4 separate regions of the Mus musculus genome follow, and all the other regions are linked to region 1. The links are chromatin contacts, called in public promoter capture Hi-C maps. All regions are on one chromosome and are shown on one strand. The core of a region is the stretch at or near the end of the contact, and the rest is flanking DNA. Distances in the headings are between cores, read along the strand shown.

Region 1 (3,307 bases), core at 523-3,022:
CTCTCTGCATTCTCTTTAGGGCCCAAATACTTGGTTCTCTGGCTTGTGTAAAACACTACAGTCTCTTAAGCAACCACCATCCACTTGGCTTCCACAGCCCCCTTCCCCCTGACATATCCCAACAAAGAAAACCAAGTAGCAACCTAGTATCTTACCCATCTATCCTTTGTGCCATTTAGAAATGGCAACTAATCTTACACTCCTCCAAAATAATTTCAGAGACATACGATTAAATTGAACAACCAAGTCAAAGCCCCAGAGAAAACCAGAATGAGGTACACAACTCTATCGAGCAAGTACAAGAACTTCAGATTGTCAACCTATTAGACACCAGCTCCCTAATCACGCCCCAGGGCCCTGTGTCCCAGGTTTCATTCCCAGCAGCCTTAAGTCCCATCTGGGAGGTTTGAAGGAAGGTATGCTGGGAGCTTAAGGATTTTTATGAGCTTGCTCTCAGACCAGGAGCTGGTGCCAGACTAAGCCTTACTAAACAACAGGGGCTCCACAGAACCCCTGGATGCAAAATATTCCATCTATTCCTTACATAGCCCCCACACAGGCTCTTGGAAACAATTCTGCTGGCAGAAAAAAACAAAAAAACAAAAAACTAGTGGACCCCATGTAAAACTGAGGAAAACCACAGCATGACGGAGCTACCTCGACAACACCCTGTAACCATGGGCCAGGCAGCAGAGGCCAAACCCAGAACCAACTACCATTTTTATCCTCATCCAGTCTCTTCATAAGCAGTCATTTGTTCCCCTAACAGCCCTTACTCCTCAGGCAGGAAAAACTCTACATCTGAATCCATCCTCGAGTGACCGGGCATTCATTTGTGGGTGGGAACAGTGTGAAAAAGAGATGGAAGATAGCAAGAAAGCATGCAGGCCTAGGATGAAAGCCAAAATCGGGGAGAGAACTAACTTTACCACAAGCCAGAGAAAAGAAGACAGGGGTTGCTCTCTAGGCACTTAAGGAAGGCAATCTGAAATCTACCATGAAAGGGGGAGAAAGCAGAAAAACCGTAGAGCAGACAGATTTCAACTGCTAAAGAGAGAATCAAGCAGAAAGCAGGGAGGGAAGCAGGAACGGCTGAGGAAGGCTGACAAGGGGCAGTGTCAGGGGAGCTCAGAAGAAAAGAGGGAAGAGGAGGAGATAGGGCCATGGGGGGAAAAGGGAACGCAGAGGCTTGGGGGACGCAGAAAGGCGAAGATGCTGGCCGAAAGCGGGGCTCCAGAACCAGAGTGACTCGACGCAAAGACCAAGAAAGACCGGGAGCCATAGCGCCGGGTGGCAGCAAGGGCTCCAGAAACACCAAGAGCCCCTCAAAGGGTAGGTCTACAGGCGGCGGAGGGGCCCCGGGCCGGCCGAGGGGCCGAGGGCGCGACGCGAGCAGGAACCGCGGCCTGGAGCGCGGTCGTGCCCTGAGGAGCAGGCTGCTGGGCCGCGGCCGCCCCCAGCCCTCCACAGCGGCCTGGGAGCGGCCGGCGCAGGCCGAGGGGGAGGGGCAGGCCGGCGGCAGGAGGACAAGATGGCGGCGGCTGATGGCAGCTTCTCCCCCGGCCCGCCGCCGCCGCTGCCGCCGCCCCGCGCCGGAAAGGGCGTCAGCGCCCAGCTCGCCCAGACTCACCTAGCCGGGTGCGTGGGGGTCCGGGACCCGGGCTCAAAGGCTTCCCGGGGCGGATGGCGGCGGGGCGGGGGCGGATGGCGGCGGATGGCGCCGCGCTCGGCTCCTCCCGTCTCCCTCGCTCACTCCGCGGCTGGGCTCCGACTAACGGCCCATCCGGGCAACCGCCGCCCCCGGGAACACCCCCCACCTCCCGCCTCCCTCCGCGGCTGGGCACGCCCCCTTATTTGCATAGGGGGCGGAGCCCTTACTCTCCGACCCCTCCGCTCTTCAGGGCTGTCCCTACTTTAAAAAAATAAAGGCAGTGTGTGGAGGATATTTGCATAAAGGGGAGGGACTTACAGACGCTAGGACGCCGGTTGGCTAGGGAGACGTCTTGGCGTCGGCAGTTGAGACGCGTAGACCGGGCGGAATGCGAGGCCGTTGGGGCGCAGAATTTACACGACGGATGGTGGGAGAAAAAGGATGCGCATGCGTAGTTGGTCCGCGGACGGCTGGGAGCCGAGAGACACGCAGGGAAGGGATGCTAGGCCCCGGTCACTCTCAGCGGAGAAGACGGAAAGAACTGCGACGAATGGAAGGGATTAGTTAGTCGAGGGCGGAGTTACATAGACCCTGGAAGAATTTCAGGTCTGGTGTCCATTCGTGAGAGGTAAACGCGTCAGGGAGGCGGGGCTTTCCAGTTATCAAATCACGTCATGCAAATGAAGTGGATAGGCAAGCCAATCAAAGGGTCCAGAGGAGTGTATCATTGACTTTCTTCGAGTAGGCGTTCTTCGAATGGTTCTGGGTATTTGCATAATATATGCAAACAATTTGAACAAAGGCAAGGAATGACCTACTCTTCCAAATTTTAGCAGCGACTAACTACGGCGGATATTTGACATTTAATTTTTATGCTCAATAGTTTTAAAAACTGTTTTTATAATTAATGTTCCTTCAACAATGAGTTTCAGCTTTAAAGGTCGTACTACTTCCCCTCTTTGTTTCTTAGTACTTGACTGTAGAAATCTTTGCCTCTCACCACACTTACACTTACTCAACATTTTCCTGTGAATTTTTATGTATATTGGTGGGTGCTCACTGGCCTTTACAAACCAGAGGTTGACGTCCAGAGGGCTCGCGCAAACACTTTATTTTTTGAGACATTCTTTTCATCTTTCAGTGAATCTTGATACTTGGATGGCTGAGCTCAGATTCCATATGGACTGGCCAAAGAGCTTGAGATCTTTCTATCTCTGCATCCCGGTGCTGAAGTTACAGACAGGAGTGATCTGCCCAGCCTGGACATGAGTACAGGAGGTCCAAACTTAGGTCCTCATGCTTGTTAGCAAGCATTTCATCCGCTGAGCCATTTTCCTAACTCTAGAAACATTTATTTGTTTTTATTTTATTTGTATGCATATCTACATATATGCATATGTACCAAGTGGGTTCCTGGTGCCACCTGGGTTCTTGGTTCCTGTACCAAGAGGAGTTCAGATCTCTTTGAACTGGAATTACTGGTGATTGTGAGTTCCCAGATGTAGGTGTTGGGGATCGAATCCAGGTCCTCTGAAAGAACAGCAAGTGCTGAGCCATCTCTCCAGTGGTCATCAGTAACAGTTTGAAGTACCAGAGACATGCATGGGATATTGTAGAGGCAGAGGAATAACCTGACTGTCCTGGTGGGAGCAGGTT
Region 2 (3,196 bases), core at 517-3,016, about 11 Mb before region 1:
CATCCAGGACCACTATACAGTCAAACCCTGCCTCAGAAAATTAAAAAAAAAGTTATGTTTTTTGTATGGGTATTTGTTATTCTCATCCATGAAGGAGCTGAGAGAGGTTAAAAGGGTGTCCTTGGAAGTCCTGTGAGAAATTAATTAAGTAGTCTGGTCAGGAGCTTTTAGGAACCTCTCACTCTAGAGTACTGGCCTGAGAAGCGCATGCTACCATGCATGCTCTGTGAGTTGGTTTTGTTTGTTTGTTTGTTTTTCGAGACAGGGTTTCTCTGTGTAGCCCTGGCTTTCCTGGAACTCACTCTGTAGACCAGGCTGGCCTTGGACTCAGAAATCTGCCTGCCCCTGCCTCCTGAGTACTGGGATTAAAGGCGTGTGCCACCTCACCCGGCTTCTGTGCGTTTCAATATATTTAATAAGGCTGTTCATTCACTCGTCTAATTACGGAACAAACATGCTTATTGGCCCCAAAGAACGTCCCACCCCTTTCCTCCAGTCTCAAGGCACTCATCAACTTCCTGTCTTTGTGGACTTTTCTCTCCCTTTTTAATTTAATTTTTCTTTCCCTTTTTGAATATTTCCTGTGTAGTTCTTGGTATTTGGACGTCTAAACATTTTTTTCAAGGATTACTCCCCGGTGCTATGGTTGGAGTCTTTTCTCTCAATTTAATTTTGTCTTTAGCTCCTGCGCACAAGGATCTACAGTACCTGGAGACTGAAGCCTGAGATGGAGCTGCTTGGCGGGTGGGCGGGTGGTACAGCGTCTCCCCAGCACCTCCGCAGGGTGGTCTGCGCGGAGTGGTGGAGGGCACGGCGCTAAACTGCACCCACTCCAGGTGAGCTCAATCTCATGCATCACTTCTGAGCCTCTGCAGCATGCTCTGGCAGAGGTCCATGATATGACGCAGCAAGTATTTATTGACTCAGGTCGGCGGTACTCTCCAGGGTCAGAGAAGACTTGCGAAGTGGAAGCTCGCACAGCTGGCACCCAGAAACTGTAGGTCGCAGGGTTTTTTGTTTTGTTTTGTTTTTTTAATTTATTATCAGTGTAGAGCGCATGCTATGGCCAGGGTGTTGCGGCCAGAGGACAACTTTGTATAAGTTGGATTTGTGTACGTGGATTTCGGGAGAGGACTCAGCTGATTAGGCTTCCTTTATCCGCTAACCGACCCCCCACCTCCACAGGGTTTCTCGGTATATCCCTAGCTGTCCTGGAACTCACTCTGTAGACCAAGCTGGGCTCTGAACTCAGAGATCCACCTGCCTCTGCCACCCGAGTATTGGGATTAAAGTCTTTGCCACCACCACCCAGTGCTGAGCCCTCTCTTCTGCACCTACTAGTGTTTTTAATATTGTGACTGTTGATTGCAGAAGGCTAGGAGCGAAGAAACCTACTGACTCCAAGAAGGCCTCAACAGCCAGAGGACTTCAAGGGGGAACTCGGGAAAGCAGGGTGAATAGCCATAAGCTCTCCAGCCGTTGTGGGTAGGGGACAGCCTAAGCGGGCAGCTGCTCAAACCGCAGCCTGACTCGGGGCTCGAAACGCCGCAGCAGAGGGGGCGGAGCTTCCTCCACCTTCAAGCCTGGTCTGCAGCAGACCCAGCGGTGCAGAAGGCGGGGCCTCCGGAGGACTCCCCTCCCGTGAGACCCCGCCCACCAAGGCTCACGCTCACTGGGCGGAGCCTCTGAGGGCGCCCTTCCTTCAGGCCCCGCCTACTGCAGGATCTGCAATGAAGAGGGCGGAGCCTGTGAAGGCCTTCTCTTCATCCAGTCCCACCTACAGCCAACTTGGAAGCGCAGGGGCGGAGTCTGAGGGCGCCCCGCCCCACGCCGGAGGTGGGGGAGGAGGAGGAGCTGGCGCTGGGTCTGCAGTGCAGCGCGAATGCGCGAGCAGGCGGCCAAGGCCCTGAGGTGCGGCCTGCCCCAGAGCGCTGAGCAGCTGTCGCACCGCAGACGGGCCACGGCCGCCGCGGCATTCAGCCCCGTGCCGCACCATGAGGTCCGCGGGCCCCTCCTGAACTGCGGCTGCCGGCGCAAGGGGCCTCGGGGAACCGGGGCCATGCGCGGGCTGCGCTGACGATGCCGCTCGGCGCGCCTGCTCTCCTGGCGCTGGCCCTAGGCCTGGGCCTGTGGCTCGGAGCGCTGGCCGGAGACCCTGGGCGCGGCTGCGGGCCTTGCCCGCTCCCCTGCTTTTGCGGCCCTGCGCCCGACGCCGCCTGCCGCGTCAATTGCTCCGGCCGCTGGCTGCAGACGCTAGGGCCGAGTCTGCGCATCCCGGCTGACGCCACCGCGCTGTGAGTAGCTGCGCCGAGGCAGTGCAGGCGGGCAGGCGGTTGCCATGGCGGCGGGCGGCCTGGCTAGAGCATCATGACTGGGTCCGGCGGGAGCAGGGCTGAGGTAGATAGAGCCCTTCTGGAGCTTTGCCGGGCTGTCGGCCGCAGAGCGTGGGCGCGGTCCTGAGCTCGGGCCGCAAGACGCAGCGGGGCCTGGCCGCTCCTAGGGCGAGGCTCCAGCAGGGATGTCGGCCCGACTAAATAAGGAAAACCTTGGACCTCAGCCGGCGTGACCCAGAAGAGTAGCCAAAAATCCCAGTTCCTACGAAGACTGACGTTTTACGTTGCGGGGCTCCTCAAACAGGAGCTACAACAGTGCGTGGGGCGTGGTAGGAGGTTGCGGAATAAACGTTAATTAGAGACTAATTGAGGTGTATCCTGGGGTTGGAGATTTCTGTTGGGGCTCAGAGCTGGCCTCTAGGGGAAGAGTCTCGACAAGAATTTTATGGATGTGTAAGAATTGACTATGTTTAAGGGACAAAAGGTTGGTCCAGCGGCCTGGCCTGAGGTTGGCCACACATAGTGACTGCTGGAGAAGTGTTAGGGAGTAGAGGGTGTGATGGATGTGGGCCTCTAGTGGTACTTAGGGAGGGGAAATTGCCAGGAGGGGTTAAAACATTTGCCATTTCGGCAGTTTTGCCTTCTGAAAGTAACAGGCAAATCTCACTGAGAGATCAACATCTTGAACCAGGCTTAACTAGTCTCTTTTTATAGATTATCACACTTAATTCTTAGTCCAGTTCTCTGGCGTAGAGCCAGACCTCTGTTTTACAGGTGAGGAAAGAAGCTTGGAGATGCGATGTATTTTCAAGGTATCACAGCCTAGACATCATAGCTTAGGTTTGGACCTTTGCAGTGTTGGC
Region 3 (3,285 bases), core at 618-3,117, about 10 Mb before region 1:
CCCTACCCATCATACTTCATCATCAGGACTGAGGTCAAAGGAGGTAATGTCCTCTTGGTCCTCCTAAAGGAAGAGTGGGCATAGAGAACACCATAAGAATATGCTGCCCTCCCCCAGGGCCTCTCACATCTGCCCAAGTCTGTCCTTACCTGCTCCAGGCTCCGAAGCAAAGCCCCTGAGGCCACATCCAGGATGTTAACTTTGGTACCACAGACACAGAAGAGGTAATGGCCAGTCTGGTCCAGCTAGGGACAAAAGGGGTCTCAGCCAAGGAACTACTCAGTACTCACTAAACCCCCCACCCCCGCTATGCCCCTGGGGATAGTTACCTGTGCTTTCCCACCCTTGTAGAAAGGTTCAATCTTTCGCTCAACAGCATAGCTGGGAAGAGAACAGGATGCTGAGTGATGGCCTAATGTCCTTGCCCCAGTGCCCCCAGACCACTGGGTGCTCTCCCAGAGATGAGACAAATGCTTGCCCTTGCTGAGCGCCCAGGCAGCAGCAGGAACCCGGGGGTGAAAACCAAGCATCTCCGTGGGAGGATGTTTCACATTATGGAGAGGCTGAGATGCATGCCCCAGTGGCTCTCATGGGGTCATCAGACAGGTTGAAGAGATGGGCCTGACTCAAGGTGAAGGAAGCCCAACAGCCCAGGCTTCAGCACTGAGGTCTTTTGGGGGCTCTCTACTAGTTGTGGGAGGCCAGGAATAGTAACATACTCTCAAAGTCTTGACCAGTAGGCCCAGCATGCCACCCCACTCCTCCAGCCTCAGTGTCATTTGGTTTCTCCCGACTAACAGTGACTTCTGGGATCTGACTAAAGCTGCCCTCTTTTCCACTCCCTCTACTGCTTTGGTCCAAGCCGATGAAATTTTCTGGGAGGTAATGGCGGTGGCCATTGCAGTCTCCTCAGTGAGTTTCTTACCAGCGCTTTCATCTCTGTTGTCTAATGACTTCTAAAACAACTGAGGGGTGTCTCTGCAGTGCCTAAACTTCCCCTTCTTTCACACCTCACATGCTTTTGTGACATTACCCTGCCTGGCCCAGAAGGACTTTTGCCTGCCTTCCTTTCTTTCTTTTCTTTTCTTTTTTGTTTGTTTGCTTTTTGAGACAGGGTTTCTCTGTGTAGCCCTGGCTGTCCTGGAACTCACTTTGTAGACCATGCTGGCCTCGAACTCAGAAATCCGCCTGCCTCTGCCTCCCGAGTGCTGGGATTTAAGGCGTGAGCCACCATGCCCAGCTTTGCCTATCTTTCTTAATAGTCAACACCACAGCGTCACTGCTCCTGGCCCAGGCACTATAACAGGTCATTTGCTTCTGCCCTCTATTTGGGCTGGGCTGGGCTTTCCAAATTCAAATGCTCTGCCCTCCAACCTCCTAAGTCCAGTCCGTGGAAGTCTGCCCATCAAAATAAAAGCAGCGTCGGAGACTCTGCAACCAGTTAACCCATCAACAGAGATGCTGTCAGCACCGAGGCTTTTCTTTGCAAGAGCTCCCTTGCCATAATCCATTCCACTCAGTGACAGATGGAAATTAGTTATCTGAAAACTGCACACTATGAATAAAGGCAGAGCCTCTTCCTATCTTAGCACTAAACAGCAGCTGTTCACAGGGGAACTGACTGAGCTCAGGACTCAGAGCCCCCGCTATCACAATGAACACCCCTCCTAAACTCCTGGCTCCCTTTTCCGGTTCCTCCCCATTTCCCTTCGGGTCCGCGCCTCCTCCGAGGACTTACTTGGCTTTGAAGCGGCACAATCCCGCCGCAGTCTCGGCCATGTCCCAGGGCAGCGCCTCCAAGTTCAGCAGCCTTTCTCCCCGCGTGAACCGGCCAGTGTGCTACTCTGTACTTCAAGGCACGCGGTGATGACGTCAGGAGCCGCAACTCCTTGACGCCATCAACATGCGCGCCGGGAGACCGGCTGCTGCCACTGGGAGTGGGAGCCGAAGGCATATCCAGTGTGGATGCTGGCAGCTGGCAGTAGAACGTCTTATTTACTGTTTTCATTTGGGTCTGTTTTCCTTTCCTTTCCTTTTTCCTTTCCTTTCCTTAACTGTCCTGTCCTTTTTTTTTTTTTCTTTTGGTTTTGTTAGACAAGATGTCTTTTACAACAACGGATTGGTGTCTCGGCGGTGCTTAAAGCTTCCCCTATCGCCGGGCGTGGTGGCGCACGCCTTTAATCTCAGCACTGGGGAGATCGAGGCCAGCCTGGTCTACAAAGTGAGCTCCAGGACAGCCAGGGCTATACAGAGAAACCCTGTCTCGAAAAACAAAAACAAAACAAAACAAAACAAAACAAAAAAAGCTTCCCCTATCACATGCTTCTGTAGATCTTGTCCAGGACTTTCGCCTCTGTGCCCCGCCCCCAACCCGATGTGTGTTTGTGTGTGTGTAACTGTCTGTCTGTCTCGCTCTCCTTTCCTCCTTCCCTCCCTCTCCCCCCACTCCCTTTTGTGTTTTTCGAGATACAGATTCTCTGAAGCACTGGTTGTCCTAGAACTCGTTCTATTGAAGATCTGCTTACTTCTACTTCGCGACTGCTGGATTTAAAGGCGTGTCCTTCCGGCTTGTTTTCTTTTCATTAAAAATTAATTTGTAGCCGGGCGTGGTGGCACACGCCTTTAATCCCAGCACTCGGGAGGCAGAGGGAGGCGGATTTCTGAATTCGAGGCCAGCCTGGTCTACAAAGTGAGTTCCAGGACAGCCAGGGCTATACAGAGAAACCCTGTCTCGAAAAACCAAAAAAATAAAAATAATAAATAATAAATAAAAAATAATAATAATTTGCAGGGCTGGAGAGATAGCTCAGTGGTTAAGAGCATTGGCTGCTCTTCCCGAGGTCCTGAGTTCAATTCCCAGCAACCACATGGTGACTGACAGCTGTTTATAATGTGATCTAATGTCCCTTTCTGGCATGCAGATGTATATGTAGATAGAGCACTTTATAAATAAATTTTAAAATTAACTTGCAGGCTGGAGAGGGCTCAGTGGTGAAGAGTGCTGACTGCTTCTCCAGAGATCCTGAGTTCAATTTCCAGGAAACACATGGTAACTCACAAACATACATAATGAGATCTAGTGCCCTCTTCTGTCCTGCAGTCGTACATGCAGGCAGAACACTGGTTACATAAATAAATCTTAAAAAGAAAATTAATTTACACTCAGTAAGCTGAGGTAGGTGGATCTCTGAATTCAGGGTCGGCCTTGTCTATAGCATAAGTTTCAGCACAGCCAAGGCTACACAGAAAAACCCTGTTTCGGGAAAAAAAATGATTAAGGAAGAG
Region 4 (2,978 bases), core at 441-2,940, about 12 Mb after region 1:
CCCCAAGGATAAGACCCAGGTAGGGCACACAACTTTGCCTGGCTCACCACCCCCTGTCCTGTGCTCTATCTAACTCTCAGACCGAGACAGTGACAGCCCAGAAGCAGAGCCTCCTGGCAAACACACAACAGCCCCGGGATAAAGAGTTTGACTGATATGGTTAGAGATGGTAGCCCAGCATCCATCAGGGGAAAAATGAATGCAATCCACCTCTGGGGTCATCAGGAGAGTGGACCACGAGACCAGGCCAGAGCCAGCCCAACACAAGGGGCCAGCCCAAAAGCTGGGGAGTCTGAAGACCAGTTCCAGCCTCCCCAGCTGAGTCTGCTTCTCAGAAGAACCACAGATCAAGCAAGAGCAGCAAACAAAGGGAAAGGCAGGGACAGGTCAGGGTGGTTTGGAGGCAAAAGATGGCAAAAGACGGTAACATCAAGAAATGGCCTGTGGGGTTGGGAGTGTAGCCCAATGGTACTGCACATGCTTAGCATGTGCAAGACCCTGGGTCTGATCTCTGCCACTGCAAATAATAAAGAAACCGAGTGTACTGGACGGCAGAATGAGAAGAAAACTAAACAGAACAGGCCAGAAGAAAGGGAGAAATCCTGTCCTGGTGCAAAAAAAGGAAATGCAAAGGTTATCCTAAGGAATACAGGGAGGAGCCTCTAACAGATTAGAAACCGAGTCCCGTCTAGGGTGAACATGGAAGCCAGCTGATGCCAGTTAGGCACTTGCACAGAAGAGCCCTCCAAGTTGGGAGACCTGATATTGCAGCTGGGCCTCCAGCAGGATGTGTGACCTTGGACAAGTCCCTTCCCCTGACCCGGCCTCAGTCTCCTCATCTGTACCACTAGCATGCTAGTCTGCATGTGCTCCAAAGCTCCCTTCCAGCACAGACGTTCTGGGGTTCCATCAACAGAAGAAGGGCTCGGTCCTGGCTTACAAGTTTGTGTGTAAAGGAAGACTCGAGGGAGGGGCCTAGGCCAGATTTGGGCGGAGGAGAGAGAAAGCAGAGCGGTTCTAGGTCAGGGGCTTGTCGTGGGGGGGCGGGGGGGGGGAAGGAGGGACTGTACAGAACTGTGGAGAGGCCGTCTTTTAAGCTGGTGAGGAGAAGAGGGAAGGGGCTGCTCAGGGCGGGGGTGGGGGAAGTACTGGAGGGAAATGCGGTCTTAAATGAGCACTGTCCCAAACCGTGGGGGATCGGGGACAGATAAAGGCGGGGAGAAAAAGCAAGGGAGTGAGCCGGGAGTGGAGCAGATCTGGAGGGGGCCGGGGATAGGAGCAAAGAGGAAGGGAAGAGGGATAGGTGGGGGGAAATCTGTCCGGGCAAAGACGGAGAGCTGTCCCAGCTGCTGCACGGACTGGGGGTGCTGGCAGTCGCGCGGCCCTGGGGCTGGCCGCGGGAGTGCTGCGGGGGGCCGGACCAGAGGGTCAGTCTGAGGCTGTCCCGGGCCTGCCTCGGGCCCCTCCCAGAGCTGCGCGCAGGCCCGGCGGCGGAGGCGCAAGGGGAAAGGCCACGCTCACCTTATCCTTCTTCAGTTTATAGGACATCTCGGCCGGTCCACACCCGGCCCGGCTCCTGCGGCCCCGCTCCGGCTCTGCTCGGCCACACTCGGCCCGCTCGGCGTCTCTTCGCCACCGCCTGCGCGCTGCGCCCGGGCCGAGCCGTGGCTGCGCTTCCAATTGGCCCGAACTCTTACAAACCTGCCTGAGAACCAGGAGCCGCCTCCTCGGATTGGTCATTGGAGCCAAGCAGCTTCCCTTTTTTCTCATTGGAAAGAAAGAGTACAAACCGCCAGGGTTCGGCTCCCAGAATTGGCTGGAGTGGAAGGTCCCGCCCTGAAAAGGGTCGGGCTTCGTGGAGGAGGCGGAGCCATGGGGAAACCCGAGCTTGGCTAGCAGATCTGTTCTCCGGCGTCGCCTTGTGCGTCGTCCTCTGCTATTCTTCAGTCCTTTGAGCTCTGCTCCTTCCCTCCAGAAGTGGCTCTCATGTTCTCCCCTGCTCTTCTACCTGCCCTGCTTCGTACGGACTGGAGGAAAAAGGCCCTAACACGAAAAGGGCACCTTTCTTCACAGGAATTTAAAGTAGCTCAAATTGCACACGTGAAATGATAGAGAAGACTCCCAAGGGTACTCCCGGGCATTCATCAAGTCTGTCCTAGATCACAGTTGCAGAGGAGCAGAGGGGAAAGCCTATCAGCGGTGGAACCGGGCTGAAATAAAATAAGAAACCCTGGTTTGCTGCAGCTTCAAGACGTGGGTCCCTGTAGCTGCTGGAAGGGTGCTGGAATCGGTAAAACAGCTGCGTTTGGAGCCACTGAGAATGAAGTGAAAAAGCAGCCTCATCGTTCCCTACCTGAGCCCTGAGCCGCCGCCGCACCCAAGCTAGTGTTCAAGTGGGTAAGACTGGGTTCTTGCCCTCAGGTAGTTCCCACTCTAATGAGGTTCACAGACTCGTATTAAGAGACGATTAAAATACAATCACATAAATTACACAAACCTCAGAATGACATGGAGGAATATATTTTAGTTATCCTAGTAGCCAATAGATTACATTAAAGAACTGGAGGAGGTCCATCAAAAATAAATCTGCGAGCTGGGTGTGATGGGTTTGCCCCTGTAACCCCACCTCTTGGAAGATAGAGGCAGGATGATCAGGCGTTACAGACCAGCCTTAACTATAGCCAGTTGCAGACCAGTTTGGACTACAATAAGAACCTCTTAAAAGAAAGAAAAAAAAAAGACAAAAAAAAAAAAAAAAAAAAACCTACCCGCCACCACAAACAACAACAACAAAGAAACAACTCTCAGAACTAAAAAGTTACAAATAAGCCTGTGGCCGTTTGTTCCCCAGGAAAGAGGTCTTGGATTCCCCCAGGAGCATGATAACCAAACAATAGTCAATCATCCTTACACAAAGAGCAGTAGCCCCAATATTGGGAAAGATGGGGGCTGGGAAGATGGTGCTCTTCCAAAAGACC

What was found. Promoter capture Hi-C pulls out the DNA fragments that hold promoters and counts their contacts.
Region 2: a promoter capture Hi-C map of hippocampal neurons shows a contact between it and region 1, with 3 times the contacts expected there. The contact joins the promoter of Pkd1 here to the promoter of Prrc2a in region 1. A contact is called at or near these places in 4 of 39 promoter capture datasets (cranial neural crest, frontonasal cranial neural crest, hippocampal neurons and 1 more).
Region 3: a contact with region 1 is called in a promoter capture Hi-C map of cranial neural crest. The contact joins the promoter of Tbl3 here to the promoter of Prrc2a in region 1. A contact is called at or near these places in 3 of 39 promoter capture datasets (cranial neural crest, embryonic stem cells and maxillary cranial neural crest).
Region 4: a contact with region 1 is called in a promoter capture Hi-C map of cranial neural crest. The contact joins the promoter of Ppp2r5d here to the promoter of Prrc2a in region 1.

What each region holds. Positions count from the first base shown.
Region 1 is chr17:35,163,105-35,166,411 of GRCm38.p6, forward strand. Prrc2a (proline-rich coiled-coil 2A) reads right to left here and starts at 1,773. Exons shown (of 31, transcript NM_020027.3): 1 at 1,631-1,773.
Region 2 is chr17:24,548,184-24,551,379 of GRCm38.p6, forward strand. It overlaps Pkd1 (polycystin 1, transient receptor poteintial channel interacting), which reads left to right and starts at 1,767. Exons shown (of 46, transcript NM_013630.2): 1 at 1,767-2,294. The coding sequence starts at 2,080. It overlaps LOC115488769 (a long non-coding RNA gene), which reads left to right and starts at 2,301. Exons shown (of 2, transcript XR_003952238.1): 1 at 2,301-3,196.
Region 3 is chr17:24,705,786-24,709,070 of GRCm38.p6, forward strand. Tbl3 (transducin (beta)-like 3) reads right to left here and starts at 1,868. Exons shown (of 22, transcript NM_145396.4): 1 at 1,739-1,868; 2 at 330-381; 3 at 150-245; 4 at 16-63. The coding sequence starts at 1,779.
Region 4 is chr17:46,703,312-46,706,289 of GRCm38.p6, forward strand. It overlaps Ppp2r5d (protein phosphatase 2, regulatory subunit B', delta), which reads right to left and starts at 1,691. Exons shown (of 15, transcript NM_009358.3): 1 at 1,522-1,691. The coding sequence starts at 1,548. Gm52314 (a long non-coding RNA gene) reads left to right here and starts at 2,314. Exons shown (of 2, transcript XR_003952400.1): 1 at 2,314-2,397.